Regions from separate parts of the Danio rerio genome. Here region 1 is linked to region 2. Evidence: chromatin contacts called from public Micro-C data. All regions are on one chromosome and are shown on one strand. Each heading gives the region's core, a stretch centred on a gene start, on an enhancer-like site or on the middle of the called end of the contact. The rest is flanking DNA. Distances are from core to core; before and after follow the strand shown. Region 1 holds the start of ubtf (upstream binding transcription factor). Region 2 holds the start of vat1 (vesicle amine transport 1).

Region 1 (6,572 bases), core at 2,839-5,338, 150 kb before region 2:
TTCTGTAATATTTGTGTTATAATACACTCACCTGCCACTTTATTAGGTACACCTTACTATTACCGGGTTGGACCCCCTTTTGCCTTCAGAACTGCCTTAATCCTTTGTGGCATAGATCCAACAAGGTGCTGGAAATATTCTTCAGAGATTTTGGTCCATACTGACATGATGGCATCATGCAATTGCTGCAGAGTTAGCAGCTGCTCATCCGTGATCCGTGAATCTTTCATGCAATGTTTTTCAATCTTCTATCGTCCAATTTTGGTGAGGCTGTGCGATTTGTAGCCTCAGTTTCCTGTTCTTGGCTGACAGGAGTGCCACCTGGTGTGGTCTTCTGCTGCTGTAGCCCATCCACCTCAAGGTTGGACTTGTTGTGTGTTCAGAGATGCTCTTTTGCATAGCTCGGTTGTAAAGGTGGTAATTTGACTACTATTGCCTTTCTTACAGCTCCAGTCTGGCTATTCTCCTCTGACCTCTGGCTTCAACAAGGCATTTGCGCTTAGTGGATGTTTTCTCTTTTTCTGACCATTCTCTGTAAAACCTAGAGATGGTTGTGCATGAAAATTCCAGTAGATCAGCAGTTTCTGAAACACTTAGACCAGCCCGTCTGGCACCAACAACCATACCACATTCAAAGTCACTTAAATCACCTTGCACATTCCCCCATTCTGATGCTCAGTTTCAACTGCAGCAGATCGTCTTCCCCATGTCTATATGCCTAAATGCGTTGAGCTGCTGCAATGTGATTGGCTGACTAGAGATTTGCGTTAACAAGTGTACCTAATAAAGTGGCCATTAAGTGAGCAAATAAAAACCTGTCTGTTCCGCTATTGATCAATACATCTATCTGTTTCTTTGTAGGTGCCAACTATGCGTATGCACTTGTACACTTTGATCCAAGTGATGTGTTTGGCGTTGCTGTGGGTGGTAAAATCGAGTAATTTCTCACTCGCCCTTCCATTCGTTCTGATCCTCACGATCCCTCTGAGAATGTTCATGACCGGTCACGTCTTCACTGTTATGGAAATGAAATGTGTAAGTATCCGCTTTAAGACATTCACACAGTCACTGCACATAGACAGGATCTTCATAACCAACAGTATTCTAATAAAAAAACTAACTATATTAGCCAAATGAAATGATCTGATTACATATATTTCATTATTCTTTTGCAGCTGGATGCTGATGACGCAAACGTGAAATTTGATGATGAAGACGACTAAAAAAACAATCTCTAGATTCTTGATTTCTGATTCCAAACCACTATGAATTCATCTCACTGTGTGCATTACATGAGAATAATTTTGCTTATATTTTTTTAACTGTTGTACATTCAAATCCCTTAGTTTAACAGGTCAGAAATGTTGAAGAATGTGATCAATGCACACCTAAAGTTCATAAACTGTTCATATACATTCCGTAGTTGTTTATCCGAATAGTATGTTTTCTTACTTTTGCATAGAACATTGTGCTTAAGCTTTTGATTTTATTTTATTTTTGTGTGTGTGTTTGTGCCTTTTAAGATTTGGGATTAAAACATCATCCTGTTATTTATTTATTTAAAGTATTCAGGGTTTAAAGCAGGAAACTTCACGTTGGAGTGAGGCATGTCAACTATGCACCAGCTCGATTGTACCCCCGTCCTGTTTCCACAGGTGATGCCAATGCAAAATATGTGCCTTTATATTTCTTATAAGAAGTTGAATGTTTCTGAATTTCGAACATCATACCTGTAAATATATTAGGCTTATGATTGTTAGCGTAGGATAGATTTTACACAGTATAAATGATTCATTTGCTTTATGTATGCTTGGTATGTTATGGTGTGTGACTTTGTTTATTGATTAAAATTCTTTAAAACATCCTCAATAAGTCTTGTTAAACTAATATTAGTGAAGGAATGCAGACAAATCCACATTTCTAGAAGTCCCGGCTTTATATGAGGCCTGGGCGGTCCTGTCCCACCCAATCAAGAGCTCGGCCCACCCTGATATTCCACCCACATTCTCAAGAGTCCTGCCCATTCTGAGAGTCCTGTGACATACCTGAAGCTAGACCTTTAGTCTGACAAATGTGATTTCTTAATCTGGGGTACTTGGGGTACTTAGCACTTAGGGAAAGTGCTATTTAGGGTCTGTAAGATATTTAAAAGAAGGTTATTTTACATTTTCTCATTTAGCAGACGCTTTTGTCCAAAGTGACAAGTGAGTTATGCTTACTGATGCTGCATTTATTACACAAATATAGTGCAAACTGTCATAATATTACATATTCTTACCATTTAAAAGATCCATCCTTGATATTAAAAAGTAAGCTGGATTAAAAAGATGGATGAATAGAAAAGGCTGCATTTATTTATTCAATTAATATGTTTACAATTCAAAATATTCATGTACATGTTATTTATTTCTGTGATGAAATATTTCAGATTTATTTAGATGACAGCTGAAAATATTTATTTATTTGAAGTATATGTTTTTTGTAACAATATAAAAGTCTTTATTGCTACTTGGAAAAATAAATCCATCATTGATATTAAAAAGTGCATATATATATATATATATATATATATATATATATATATATATATATATATATATATATATATATATATATATATATATATATATTCACAGACAGACAGACATAGAAGATAGATAGATAGATAGATAGATAGATAAATAGATAGATAGATAGATAGATAGATAGATAGATAGATAGATAGATAGATAGATAGATAGATAGATAGATAGATAGATAGATCTGAAACTACATTACATTGGATAATACTAAATAATATTGCAAACTATTAAAAACATATGGCTAATAAATAAAAAATTGGTCTGATAGTGACAAACTATAGATTTAAAATTACATTTATTAATTTAGGCATACTGTGTTCATAAAATAGTGTTTTAATATGTCATTAAGTGATTTTTGTTTCTCTCTCTCTCTATAAATAAATATATAACTATATATAAATAAATATATTAACAAGTTGTCTTGTCATTAAACGATTACATTCTATACGTCAATAAACTTTAACTATAAAAGACACCAATCTATGCATATAAGTGTTTTTGGGGTGGATAATAATTGTAAATACTTCAATACAGCCTACTAGTTAGTATGTATACGTGAATCTCAATAGTGCACAAAAAAATTAAACATGTTAAATGATTTCAAGAGTTAGCATTACAGCTCACACTGGAAACTACAGAGGTGAACATTAAAGATCTTTAAAGTTGTCCTAAATCTCATCAGTTACCCCCAGTTTTGTCTTGGAATAATTTTGAACATTTATTTTGATCTACTTCAAAAGTTGACAACTGTTATACAAGGTTTGAGCTGTTCCACCGGCCTGTATTCGGTTCCCCGAGGCACCGGCGTGGGACTGAGGCGTTCATTCCGATGAAGTGCGCACGTCACCGCTCTGATGTTTAACGAATCCGCGCGCCCATTGGAAAATCATGTTTTTACCAAATCACAACGTCTTGATTGGACATTTCAGGTGACGCCCACAAACAGACAAGGTGGGGTTTAATTATTTAACGTGACAAAAAAGATGAAGCTGTCAGACTGAAAATGCTGAAAAGATGTTTAATGTACACAACAGTTCACTCTTCTTTCACACCGTGCACGCGCTCTGGGAAAGCAACCTGCTTGACTAAATGTGTCTTATAATGATAATAGTCATCACAAAACACAATGCAAGCATATTTAATAAAGTTTATTGAAATATGCATGATCAATCAAGAGAAAAATGTGTTCAAAACAAGTCCGAAGTGCAACACGCGCGCACCACTGGGTTTGATGGCGCCTCGGTAGCTCCGTGTTTATAATGCCGAATGGAGGCGAAACGGGCGAGCCGTCCGTGATGAGAGCGGCGAGCAGGGGAGAGATTGAAAATGCGGATGTCTCTTTGGAAAGAGAAATGAGCGGATCGAGAGAGCTGCGCGTTGACTGGAAGGAGAGCGAGAGAGATGGAGGCGGGGGGAAGTCTCTCAGCTCTGCGGGGACTGGAGCGCCCGTGCCCTGGACCGGCGGCGCAGTGCTGGCTAACATTCAACCCTCCCCTTGTTCCAGCACCAGTTCCACACACAAGCAGCGACAGGTAAGGTCTAACCAGCGCCTCATCCTACCAACCGTTGGGTAAACAAACATTGAGAAGAAAAACAACATCAAAAGCAAATATAAACATTTAAACTTTAGCTCACTGATGGGGTTTTTGTTTAAATTCGCGTTGACTCGGTGCAAGGCACGGTACATTCCGAGGTCGCCTTACCCGAATTTCCCGTCCTGTGACTCGGGGAAAAACATCCTCCGCTTTAAATACCAGAACCGTTAATTTTCGAGTTTAACTCCACAAGCCGTTAACCTCGTTTTAACGCGCAAAACGTGCATCTTTGTCGTGTTTGGAAGTAATCCGCGCGGTCGTCTTCATTTCCGAGTCAGGACTCCATGAGGCTCGTGGAGGGAAGAACCAGCCGCCTCTGGTTCGCCATCAGGGAGCTTGGTTGTCTCACCGTGTGGGCTTGTTTTCGCTTGTGCTTACCGTGAAATCATAGCTCGCGATCATATTTGATCGTTTTCCTCGGTTATCTGTGCTTGAGGAGCGAACCGGGTAAGTTATGGGTGATTTGTGGTCGTTTTTTTGTCGTTGGGGTTGATTTGGGCTTGCAGCGTGCATGGAGGATAGTATGGCGGCTCTAGAACAGTCGTCACGCCAGTCAAGCGTCCTCTCTCTCGGCTGTTGCGTTTTTCCATTGTGACCACGAACAAAATTACACGTTTGCACACGGGATTGAGTCGCTTCTCGCCGAGATGATTTCGTTTGTTTTAATTGTGCTTTAATCGCCGAGTATTGATTTACATTAACAGTTTATTTCTTTCATTTCTGTTTTTCAAGCCTTTGAAGAGACTGCTACCATACGGCTGCACACACCGTGCTTTCACCCCGCTATCCTCGACACTCGAAAAGTCGGGGTAAAAACCAGATTTCTTTACGGTAAGAGGACACTTTGGAAATAATTTTTAGCATTAACTAAATAACAATGGCTTTTTGGGTTTAATTAAACATAATTTCTGGATGATTTCTTTAACGGGAGCTGGTTCAGCTCTCACCAGAGAGACTGGCTGGAGGGGGATTCAATGCTAATTCTAGCCAGCTAGCTCCGGTGTAGGTCAAGTCGTAGGTCGGTTTAATAGTGTAACATTTTAACTTTATTAAAAGATAATTGATTGAAAGCTATCGTTTGTGGACATGATGAATCCATTTATTAAGGTTTTCACTTGGATAAATAAGCTAAACTGTTTTAAACATTAAACAGCATTAATTGTATGATTTAGAAACGTGTTTGTAATATCCGAAACCGAATTAAATGTATGAAACATGAATTTTAAATGAACCCTTATAAATACTTAAAGACTAACTTTGACGTATTTTCCTTGAACCTGGAGCTCCGTTACCAAAGCTTTTGTTCTTTAAAAATCTTATTAAATCAACCAGCTTTTCTGGACATTTTTGTGATTGTAAAACTCAATTCTGCTTGAACAGGGTCACAAAGCAATGCCACCCGGCTGCCTGGGGAGCATTTCAGTATGGTAAGAAATGCCCTTCAGTCAGGGTCTATTTTAAAGCTGGACTGAGCTGGCTCACGCGCCGCCATTACACACATTCAGCGCAGCTGCGACGCCTCGCCCTGGAAAAAGCCTCGTGCCATTTTGTGACTAATTCAGTCAGTGCACACATTTGCTAAACCGCATCAGATTAGGACGAGCCCTCCAAAACAGTCGAGCGTTTTTAATACTGTCGCAATGAGGCTGACCCAGAGCGCGTCCGCGGCGGAAGCGAAGCCCCGCGCCCTGTCCCGTGTGGAGGCAGACGCTGGTGCTGCATGCTGAATCAGTCACTCATGATGATGATCCATCCCTAGCTGTGTTTCCCCCTCTCGACGAACACCGAAAGCAGATCCCGATCCGTGGTCAGCTGGTCCGTGTAGAGGCAGCTGCCTGCCTATCGCCCGAAACGCTCCTTCCTCCTCCTGTCCTGTAGTACCTCCCAGTATCCACTCGTCCGCCGAAAATATACTCCATTTTTGAGGCTCCGCAACGAAAGGCTCGTGCCAAAAAACGCGAGTCGAGCGCTGGAGATGCCGTTTTAAGTCTTAGTTCAGTAGACAAAATGGAAGATTAGACGGATTGGCTGCTCTTGCTGGTGTCGACTGCAGAGTTATTTGAGATTTGAAACCGTCACAAGCAATGGGCTCTGTCTCACGATGGAGCGTAAACGCTTAGGGGCGGTGTAATGAACATCAACCATTATGTGTCGGGCTGGATTTTAATTCCTCTCTTTAGGCAGCAATTCCTGATTCGGGGAATTCGACTATAAATGAGGATTTTTTAAAAATATTCGTTTGAAAAGATTTTAAACGCCGTTAAAGCAAATACAGCCTTAGAGAGATAGAGATAACCAAATATAAAAGTTTTATTTTTAACTGCTGCATGCATTTTCACGCCATGAAAAAAGCCATAGAAGCTTTGATGGTTTAAAAACAGACAAACAAAACACC
Region 2 (6,053 bases), core at 40-2,539:
TAGATTACTTTTTTTGAACATTTTGTCGACTAATATAACGCATGCTGATGATGCGCGTCTCAGGTGCGACTTTTCAAAGCCAGTCAACCTCTGAGAGAAAGAGGGGCGGTGGTTCCACATACAGCTGAGGCGACGAAACTAAACGCTTTCTTTACAATTAACGACGCTGCTTGCGTTGGACGCGACGTAGATCAGTTCCAGCGTTCTTGCTTGGCTCTGTGCATAAAGTATCACGAGGTTGTGTTACTTTCAACTCGCCGCGCACACAAGCAAAGCTCGCTCTCCCGTGAACGTTTAACGTTCCGGCCCATTGCACGGGTCAGCGCGACAAGAGCTCCGGTGCTCCTGAAATGAGGCTATCGGCGCCCCTCCCGCTTCTCTTTTGTCTCCGGTGGAGAGACAGTGTGACAGGAGTTTGACTGGGAGTTCATTTACTCATTCTTGCAGAGATTATAAACCAATGGATAAACATTTTCAAAGCACATTTGACTGATGAGCAATTTAAAAAATGCATGCATGCATGCACAGGATAAATAAATAACAAAGCGTTTACTCACTTTTCTGTCAGTCACTTCTTCACCGACAGCCTCGATGACGCCCGAGCACTCCATGCCCGGGGTAACCGGCGGGGACGGCAGCCGGTCGTACAGTCCCTGTCTCGCCATCAGATCGGCGAAGTTCAGCCCGCACATTTTCACGCGCACCATCACCTCGCCGCTCTTGAGAGCAGGTTTCCCCTTCTTCACCTGGAGCTTCACCTTATCGTACCCGCCATAGCCGGTGAGCACCAGCGCCCGGTAGGTGAATGTGTCCTCCTCTGGGGCTTTCTCGGCGGCGGGCGCCGGGGTGTCGGCGGCGGCAGCAGCAGTGGCGGCGGCCTCGGTGGACGCGCTGGTGGGCGGTGGGTCAGGTTTGCTCTCGGTTTTTGGGGACTCGGCGGGCGTCTTGGTCTCTTGCTGCTTCTGCTCCTCGGCGTTTTGCTGCTGAGCAGGTGCGTCTTCGCCGGACATGGTCGGAGTTTGAGTGGAGGAGAACTTTTGAAGAGAAAAGACTTGCGTTTGTTTTCCTGCCTCACTCAGATGCGGCTACTCAAACAACCTCAGAATACACGAGCTGCTGCGCGGTCCACGGTTTTCTCAGCCTTTGCAAAACTGGGATGCTGGAGACTTGAGAAGGTGGAGGACAGGGAGACAGAGAGAGAGAAAGAAAGGGAGTGGAAGATGCCTCACGACGACTAGTGAGTGACCCGAGGCTCTGACAACTATTGAGAAAAAACGAGGCGAGGCGTGGCGAGCTGGAAAGCCCGGAGAAATGGAGTCGAGCGGTGGATTGAAGAGTCCAGTGAGGGAGTTTGCTCGCTGACTTCAATTTAGTAAATGCAGTGAAGCTGTTTTTACTAGTCAGCTGAAATTCAGAAAAGAGATTGAGAGGAATTCTGGCAGTCTTGAATACACTTTCAAAGATTAATCCTTTTCTTTAGGAATGCGTACAAATGTAATTTGTATTTACATTAAAATGCACTGGCTCTTTTATTAAATATATGTATGTGTTACATATGTTAGTATGTTAGTTTAAAATGATATAAAGAGGTAATTCAACCAAATATGATCTTCAGAATTTCTGAACACAAAACAATATATTCTGAAGAATGTAGTGGAAAAGCAGCCATTTACATCCAGGAACAAAACATATGGATGTCAATGGCTGCTTTGTTCCCAACATTCTTCAGTATTATCTTCCTTTGTGATTACACTAAAATGAAACTCAAACCGGTTTTGAAATTAATTTTTTTTTTTTGTGAACTATCCTTTTAAAGGGTGTCCAATCAAATATTTACTGTTTAGTTTACAGAAAAGTTTAAATTATTTAGTTTAGTTTAAACTTTGTCTTTTCTGCTTAGCACGAAAAGGAAATTTGTCTTTAACACTGGATTTAAGACAACAATAGCATACATACAACAATCACACAATAACAACACTCATCAAGACAACAACATAAGTTAAACATGTGAAAACCAAATTAGCCCCATATTACTGCAGATCATTCTTGACAACCACCCCATTCACTTTAAACAGTGATCCAACTTAAAACAAGAACTGCAATTGGGATAAATGACTTTTTATTAGCATTTCTTCGGGCTTTAGGAGTTCTAAACTTGTGTCTTGATGGTAGCATTTCAAAAGCTGAGTGAACGGGAATTTGTATTATCTTTAAATTGCTGTTTTGTTTTTTTTCTATAAAGGAGTCAAATAGAATCTGTCCTGGATGTTGTTTGTGACCGCTTATCTTATTTTGCTCACATTGTTTTTCTTTAGGTGAACATTTAACCTGTATAAGTTAATTCACTGAAACAAAAAGAGTTTGTTTTGGTAATCTTCAATCAATGTCTCATGATTTGCATCTGCATTTGGAGTGGAGGTCCTTTGACTTCTGCCATAATACTTAACTGCTTAACCAAGCCCTTATATGTCAGATAATGATGTGCAAAAAGAAAACCACACCTCCTACTTAATATGCAGTTTCAGTTGAAAGTAAATCAACACACTGAAATAAAGTCTCAGCAACATCTGGTTCACGCGGACTTTAACCCAAATAATTTTCTATTAAATGTGCAATATACACATATTTTGCAGTGAAGACCTCTCAATAAAACAAATCAGCAAAATCACAAACAAGAATGCTGACTATGCACTGGTCTGATTCTGCCATATATGCACAAAGCTGCTTAAGTTACTTCCACAAGTAATTCATGTTTCAGGCAAAACGTGTCCAGTTGGTTTATTTATTTACTGCTGACGTAAGCTGCACACATACTGGAATAGATTGGAACTCGTGGTGTTAATCATTGTGCAAGCTTCACTCCATCATGGTTTGATCCTATATAGATATATACATAACACAACATTACCTCTAATAGATTTAGACACTTAAAAGTGTTTCCCCAAACCATTTAAAGAGGCAGTTCACCCCCAAATGGCGATCCAAGTGGACTTTTTTCTTCAGTGGCATCCGCTCCGTAAAACAAATAGTGGATTAGTTGGCAGTTCCTTCACTGTGGCGACCCCTGATAAATAAAGGGATTAAGCCGAAGAAAAATGAATAAACAGTGATACTGACACCTTCAGAGTCAAAATTAATTAATTACTTAATTGATTAAAACAGACAAAACTTGACTATTTTCAGAGACTGTGGATTGAAGGAAATATCTTAATTAAGTAAAGTCCAGTTGCTTGTACAGACTGATTATTTCACTTTCACAAGATCTCAATGTATGTCAAGAGCCGTAGAATTAATTCGGGTTTGCCTGTACATTTTTCTGACTCAAAGTTTTGACAGAACTACCAACAATCATGATTTCAGTTTCAAATCTTATTTAATGTTCCTCGAATGAAAAAAAAAAAAAGTATAAACTATCCTGAAAGGCTACTGGGTAAGTATTTCATAGGGCAAAATATAATTTCTGAGAAATCCATAGGCCTAATTTCCATGTCAACCCTATAGTTGATTTTTTAAATGACCAGTACACTGTACAATTTCAGGCATTACTAGGGAAAAAAACACATGTAACAATAGCAATTTCATTGGTCGTGTCTCCTAAAAGTGTTCAAACACGAAGGCCCACTTTTGAGCCTTTGAACAATATCTGACAGTATCAAAAATTTAGGATGACTGTCTCACAGTGTGCCTGATGTAAAAAGCATATGCTGAACGACTAGCCAATATAAGTGAAACATGAGATGAAGTATGGGTCAGTGTGAAGAGGCCTACATTAACTGCAAAATTGTTGGCCCTTATTCCCCTTGCCATGATTTGGTTAAGATTGACTTCATCTTCCACCACCTCCTTTTTTGAATTTCCAAAGTTAATCTTAACAACGTTTTAATGCTCTTCTATATCTTTCATCCAGTCTCATACAGCCAGATGTTCAGATTGACAGCAGAAGTCCGGACTCCTTCATAATTTTCATTAACCAAGAACTGCCCAGAAGCCATCTAAGTGACATGTAAACCAGACCCTTAAGGATTTTGCAGGGATGTTTTTCAAAAACATATTTAAAGCCTGAAATGACTACTTTTCTCAAAACATAGGACATTCTCGATTCTCGCGTTTTGCTGTGAAAATACCAGCCTGATCTCAGAAGGAATTTTTTTTTATAAATTGGCAAGAAAGTGACTAATGTTTACAAATTCATAATACTTATTTCACATAAAAACGCATGATTCTTAAATGAGGATATGCCCCAAAAACCCTAAATGCAACCACTATTAGGGTAGGCATGAACCATAATGGAAAAAATTGACATTGAGATATTTTTCCTCTGCACTTATATATTGCAATATAAATTTTCACCAGATGACTTAACCAGCTTTATTTGGAAAGTCACAAAACACAAGTCAACTGATACTCTGAGAGTCAAAACTAATAAATAAAAACAGACAGAATTAAATAAACTCCTGTGAACGTTTTGGAGACTGTGGATTGAAAGAAGTACCTGAAGTAAGTAATGCCGAATTTCTTGTACACTGATTATTTTCACTTTTACAAGATCTTACTGTATCATCAAGAGGTAAATAATTAATTTGGGTTTGCCTGTATGTTTTTCTGATTCAAAGTGTCAACAGAATTACCAAGGGCCATTCATTCATTCATTCATTCATTCATTCATTCATTCATTCTCCTTCAGCCCAGTCTCTAATTTAGCCCTTGAAAGGCCATTGGGTAAGTCAATTATATGCCAATGCTGCTCTATAGCTAATTTTTTATGGCCACAGTACAATTTTAGGCTGTGTTAGAGAATTTAAAAAAAGATCAACTTGAAATAGGGGATCCTTTGGTCATGTCAGACCAGGCTACGTTTTTCCAATCTTCTATTGTCCAATTTTGGTGAGCCTGTGTGAATTGTAGCCTCAGTTTCCTGTTCTTAGCTGACAGGAATGGCACCCTGTGTGATCTTCTGCTGCTGTAGCCCATCTGCCACAAGGTTCAACGTGTTGTGCATTCAGAGAGGCTCTTCTGCAGACCTCGGTTGTAACGAGTGGTTATTTGAGTCACTGTTGCCTTTCTATCGGCTGGAACCAGTGTGGCCATTTTCCTCTAACCTCTGGCATCAACAAGGCATTTGTGTCCACAGAACTGCCGCTCACTGGATATTTTCTGATGGTTGTGCGTGAAAATCCCAGTAGATCATCAGTTTTTGAAATACTCAGACCAGCCCGTCTGGCACCAACAACCATGCTACGGTCTAAGTCAGTTAAATCACCTTTCTTCCCCATTCTGATGCTCGCTTTAAACTGCAGCAGATCATCTTGACCATGTCTACATGCCTAAATGTATTGAGTTGCTGCCATGTGATTGGCTGATTAGAAATTTGCATTAACAAGCAGCTGGACAGGTGTACCTAATAAAGTGGCCGGTGAATGTATATCCGTTTAATAAATGTTGGGGTGGGACAATACATTCTGAAATTCTGTACTGTTCACTTGTTTTGTGTAACAATAAAGTTAACATGAAGCACAGAAAAAAAAACACGCTCTTCAAAAAAAAAAAACCACTGCACTAGGAAATCAAAACAAGTGTGTGTGAACTAGAGATGTGCGTTAACCACAGCTTACAGTGGCTTCAGCGTCGACTGCTTTATGTGTTGTTTTGTTAGTATGAACGGATGTGTGCATCAGTGTGCATGTGTGTATGTCCGCCGCGTGCCTGTGGAGCCGTGCTTACCAGCATGTTTGTTTGCAACCAGAAGGCCAAGAGGAAATGTCTATTTATTCCTTCTATTATCCAAGAGCGATCTGGAAATCACAGTAAATTCACAAAGCATTGTTAATATTTGAAGGCGGTGCATTTTGCTCATGTGTTTGTAAGTGTTCTGACATAAAGAAACCACGCAAGTGACATCTCGGGCCAAAGTAGGCATGCATTTTGGCACAGTAAATCACACACCACACCCCACACACACACAGCCACCCACTGCAGCAAAGGTCACTGAAACTGCTCTCTGACTCATCAACAAGTGCACAGGAAGTGCTTGAGAGAAACAGGAAGTGAACTGT

The links. Hi-C and Micro-C count contacts between places; a contact is called where the count stands out from the background.
Region 1: a contact with region 2 is called in a Micro-C map of caudal fin, with 2.2 times the contacts expected there. The contact joins the promoter of ubtf here to the promoter of vat1 in region 2. A contact is called at or near these places in 2 of 18 Hi-C or Micro-C datasets (caudal fin and hematopoietic stem cells).

The regions. Positions count from the first base shown.
Region 1 is chr3:18,842,362-18,848,933 of GRCz12tu, reverse strand. It overlaps ubtf (upstream binding transcription factor), which reads left to right and starts at 4,088. Exons shown (of 22, transcript NM_001005395.1): 1 at 4,088-4,114; 2 at 4,910-5,008. It overlaps slc4a1a (solute carrier family 4 member 1a (Diego blood group)), which reads left to right. Exons shown (of 21, transcript NM_198338.1): 20 at 862-1,035; 21 at 1,176-1,864. The coding sequence ends at 1,223.
Region 2 is chr3:18,690,662-18,696,714 of GRCz12tu, reverse strand. It overlaps vat1 (vesicle amine transport 1), which reads right to left and starts at 1,289. Exons shown (of 6, transcript NM_001007051.3): 1 at 558-1,289. The coding sequence starts at 1,010.